2 separate regions of the Mus musculus genome follow, and region 2 is linked to region 1. Evidence: chromatin contacts called from public HiCAR-type data. All regions are on one chromosome and are shown on one strand. The core of a region is the stretch at or near the end of the contact, and the rest is flanking DNA. Distances in the headings are between cores, read along the strand shown. Region 1 overlaps Cpq (carboxypeptidase Q). Region 2 has its middle 110 kb from the start of Gm41290.

Region 1 (2,519 bases), core at 9-2,508:
CAAAGTACTCAAATTCAAATCCAAGTTAGATCCAAGTTGGTAGCCTATGTTCTGCTGGAGACAGCTTTCCAGCCTGCCTTCTCTCTGTTATGCTTTCCTTCTTTCTCTGATCTGCTTTCTCTGGAAATCTCCAAACAGCTCTCTATGTCCTGATGGAGACAGTTCTCTAAGCAGATCTCTCTTGCTATTCTTAAAAATTCTCTAGATAGATCATCTCCTGCAGTCCTGCAGATCATAAGCCCAGTCTTTTATTTTAACTATCAGTCCAGTCAGTTACTTCACATTTCCTTTTGATTATCCTATGAATTAGAAGCCTGTTATCCCAGCCCCTTAATTCTTAGGAGACTGCAAGCACAAATGTTCTTTTAATATTGCAAAAGAATTCAGAAATCTTCCTGTCTTTGTTAAATACAGAAGATAAACTAGCTGGGTGGGACCCAGTTCTGAAATTAGTATTTGTACCACACTTAGGCATGGACTCACTGTGTCCTAGGCTGACCTTGAACTCAGAAATCTGCTTGCATTTGTATCTGCCTGTCTTCAAATCTTTCTGACACACTGCTTGTTAACGCAGCTGCCTCTGTTCCTTTAGATTCATAAGGGCCCTCATAATTCATGTTGCATCCTTATTTTTTGTATAGGTGAGAAATTATATATTTTGAAACTCATGTTTTTAGAGCTTTTCACCACAGCCTTAAAGGCTGTCCTGAAGGTCCCAGTGTTTACCATTTTGCTGAGACATTAGCCACACCTTCACTTCCTGGACTGGTCCTGTCTAATTATCGTGGAGTAACTAACCTTAACAGCAAGGACATTCCTTAAAGGAGGAATGTAAAATATGTACATTAGTATACAAACAAGGATTATGCCTATGGCAGTCATCAACACTTGTGGAGACTCACATCTACTGGCTTAGCCCTCAGGGTCAGAAACCTTGTCATTTTGTACCCCCTGTCCCCTACCCTCCCCAAGGCCATGCCAGACTTAACATTCACAGTTTCATACAGTGGCCTCCTCTTGGTACTACTAGTAGAGACTACAAATATACACAAATTGTCTGGCCACAATGGCTTTCTGGAAACATGATATAAGACTCTATGATTCCCCCTCAACAATACTACATGACCCCCTCAATCTTGTATAGTTCAGGCCTGAAAAACTAGTACTTCGTAAATGGTACTGCTAAGTTCTGCTACAAGCTCAGGATAGAGTCTGTTCCCCAAGGACCACAATTGCATCAGCTTCTGTGAGCTAAGCTTGGAGAAACATTTCCCTAGGGAATTGCATTTGTGAAACAGAACATTTTCAGAGGCATTCTCAGTTTGGGTACTTTCCATTCTAATGCGTTTGGATTTCACAAGATAGACACTTCTATGGGTGGGGCTTAAAACATTATCTAGTTTCTTGTTTTCCTCACCAAATTGCATATTCTTTGTATTCTTCTACTCTACTTTTGTTCTCTCTCATTATAGATCTGGCTTAAGAACAATGAGCAACATCCATACCATAACCAGAATGTCCTCCACCAAACAAATATTCCAATTCTGTTGTTTATTAGCATAACTGAAGTTCCTAGACATGGGCAGAATATAGCCATACTCTTTGACAAAATATCATATAAATAGCCTCAAACCTGCTTCCTGTTAGTCATCACTCGCATCTGAAACCTCATGAGCCAGGTCTCCAAAGCCCATTCTTTTCTCAAAACTCCATTTTTTCAAACTTCTAAAAGTAACTGGACTTGTAGGGTTCTAGAGCTTTCCTAGCTCAAAACTCCAAATGCTTCCACCTTTCTGCAGCCAAGCAGTTTTGAAGGCTTGCAAAGTACATGATCAGGTTTATCACCTCACTAGCATCATTTTTTAGTGTCTATTTTCAGTATTAGTTGCTTGTCTTGTTGCTGTCATGAAATACCAAAAATGAAACAAGAAACAAACAAAAGAAGAAAAAGAAAGAAGAGGAAGGAGGAGAGAGAGGGGTGGGATGGAGCAAGGAAGGAAGGAAAGAGGGAAAGAAGGAAAGAAAGAAAGAAAGAAAGAAAGAAAGAAAGAAAGAAAGAAAGGAGGGAGGGAGGGAGGGAGGGAGGGAGGGAGGGAGGGAGGGAGGGAGGGAGGAAGGAAGGAAGGAAGGAAGGAAGGAAGGAAGGAAGGAAGGAAGGAGCAAATTGAGAAAGGAAGAGTTCATTTTGATTCATGGTTTCAGTGACTGTAGTCCTTCCTAGCAGCAATGGCATGGTGGCAAAAATGTGAGCGAACTGGTCTCACTGCCTACGGAGTCTGGAGGCAGAGGCATGGATGCCCCTGCTCAACTCCCTTTCTTCTTTTTATTCAGTCCATGACTACAGTCCCTGGGATGGTATTGCCCACATTTAGGACAGTTGATTCCATCACAATTAATGTTATCTAAATAAGTGCTTCATAGAAATGCCTAGATATATGTATCCATGATGATTCTAAATTCTATTGAGACTATCACAGGAAGGTAGCAGTCTGATCAGCTCAATATGGGTAGAGGTGAGA
Region 2 (2,519 bases), core at 7-2,506, 500 kb after region 1:
ATCCCTGGGCTGGTAGTCTTGGGTTGTATAAGAAAGCAAGCAGAGCAAGCCAAGAGAAGCAAGCCAATCCCTCCATGGCTTCTGCATCAGCTCCTGCTTCCTGACCTTCATGAGTTCCAGTCCTGACTTCCTTTGGTAATGAACAGCAACGTGGAAGTGTAAGCTCAATAAACCTTTTCCTCCCCAACCTGCTTCTTGGTCATGATGTTTGTGCAGGAATAAAAACCCTGACTAAGACAGGTGGGAAGGTAAGGACCTTTCAATGGATCACTTCAAATCTCTACAGGTGTGTGTGTGTGTGTGTGTGTAAAAGAAAGACAGACAGAGAGAGAGATTGAGAGAGAGAGAGAGAGAGAGAGAGAGAGAGAGAGAGAGAGAGAGAGAGAGAGAGAGATTGTTTCGTTATATATAAGAATGGATTGGTTGGTTTTATTCTGATTTTTGTCCTTCAGGAAACTAAGCATAGTCCCTTCGTTTGTTCAAATAAGTATAGTATACCTACCAGATGCCAGTCATTGTTAGGTTCCAGAGACCCAAAAAGAAAGTAACATTTTGAAGACCTGTACACTGGTAAGCTATCTCAAAAATGGAAAAAAAAAAAAAAAACAGAGAAAGTCAGACAGACAGAAAGACAAAGAAAAAGAAAGAAACATAGAATGAGGAGGAGGAATAACAGCAGTAGCCTTGATTGGGGTATTTGTTAAATTCCTTAATTCTTAATATGGCCATCATCAAGCTACCTACAGCATGCTGACCTCCTAGTAGCATTTCTAAACACATACCACCAGCACCTCATAGTGTGGCAAGGGAAATAGGTAAACCTCCAGACTCCAGAAGCAAGGGCAGAGTGCTACAGAACCTGAAGCATGGGAAGCAAAGTCAGTCTTTATAGAGACAAAGAGAAACCGGAAAGTTCAGTCACTAAAGCTGAAAATTTAATTTTCACAATGCTCTCTGAGGAAAGACATCACTTTGTTTCTCTCACCATCTAGCCTTTAGTGGCCTTCTTAGTCCCTAACACAGATGCACCTTATAGCTCCTATAGATTCTGAAAGACAGGAGAACAAGATGATTGGCTTGTCCCTTATTGCTAGTACCTGCATGAGTGGTTCTTGGGTTTTACAAAAGGAAACCTTGTCATTACTAAGTACAGCCTGAAGACTAATTTCATCATTTTGACTTCTGTTTTAACTGCACATATGACTGTTTACTCATTAGGATCAGGCAATCCAGCTGGGATGAATCATCCTGGCATCTGGGCTGAGTTAGCAAGTGCCTCTGGGATTTGGGATTGTGACAAGAAGTCATACAGGAGTAATTCAGGGAAGGTTACAAACTCAGATGCCAAAAGCAAATAGACTAAAGAACAGACAGCTACAGAAAAATGTTCCAACGTAACCAACCATTCATACCCAATCGCCAACATAGGTTGAATGAGGTCTGTGTGAGCCTGCAGAAGGTCTGAAGGCTCTAAAGTGTATACAGGCTTTAGACTAGGCAATTTTCCAAAGAAAAACTCTACAACTAGCCACTAAACTCAACATCAGAAAATCCAGTGACACAAAAACCACTACTGCGCAAAGATGCAAGTTGCCCTGGCAACCACTTTCATTTGTTTTTCTTCCTTCCTCATTTTTTTAATATAAATTCCAAAAGGCACTCAGTAGAAAGCAAGATGGGCCACATGGCATGCTGCCTTCCAGAAAAGACTCTTCCTTTCTGGCAAGTGTGTGTGCCATGTACGTTACTTAGAATTAAAAATTGAAACCACGTCTGCCAGTGCTCAAAAGAAAACCAGCTTGTCTGGTTATTTTTGTTGTTAAAAATCCACAATTAATAGTGTATTGCCAAACAGCTGAAACAATAAATTTTCAACTGGCTGCCTAAAGCACCTGGGATGGGCACACAACTCTAAACATAAAAGAGAAGGAAGGAAGAAAGGGATGGATGGAGGAAGGAGGAAGAGAGAGAGAGGAAGGAAAGGGAGGGAGGGAGGGAGGGAGGGAGGGAGGGAGGGAGGGAGGGAGGGAGGGAGGGAGGGAGGGAGGAAAACAGGAGTTGATTCTTTTTAATAAGCTATGGAAATCAGTGGGAAGATTCCTCAAAAATCTGCAAGTAATAGCCAGGCATGGTAATGCATACCTTTAATTCCCACACTCAGAAGGCAGAGAAAAGCTGATCTCTGAGCCTAAGGCCAGCCTGGTCTGCAGAGCTAGTTCCAGTGCAGCCAGAGCTACATAGAGCTGTCTCAAAAACACAAACAAACAAACAAACAAAAAGCTCTGCAAATGGAACTAACTACACTGTTTCTGGGGACATGTGCAGAACTCATTTACACACTACAGAGACACTCAGGCATCCATGTATACTGCTGCAGTATTCACAATAGCCAGGACATGGAACCAGCCAACAAGACCTTCAACCAATGAGTAAGTAAAGAAAACAGCACATCTACACAATGGAATTTTATGCGGACACAAGTAAGGCTATGAAGTATATATCATGCAAAGCCAAAAGTG

The links. HiCAR-type assays count read pairs that join an accessible place to other places.
Region 2: a contact with region 1 is called in a HiCAR-type map of fibro-adipogenic progenitors, with 6 times the contacts expected there. The contact joins two enhancer-like sites.

Annotation. Positions count from the first base shown.
Region 1 is chr15:33,425,748-33,428,266 of GRCm38.p6, forward strand. The region is part of intron 5 of Cpq (carboxypeptidase Q); the gene reads left to right. Among named protein-coding and RNA genes, the nearest start is that of 4930592A05Rik, 230 kb to the right of the region's middle. Within about 2 kb of position 1,259, at least 30 of the 459 cell types and tissues checked have an H3K27ac peak or open chromatin away from gene starts, as enhancers often do. A contact at or near this core is called in fibro-adipogenic progenitors, where this site is marked.
Region 2 is chr15:33,923,020-33,925,538 of GRCm38.p6, forward strand. No RefSeq gene overlaps it. Among named protein-coding and RNA genes, the nearest start is that of Gm41290, 110 kb to the right of the region's middle. Within about 2 kb of position 1,257, at least 60 of the 459 cell types and tissues checked have an H3K27ac peak or open chromatin away from gene starts, as enhancers often do. A contact at or near this core is called in fibro-adipogenic progenitors, where this site is marked.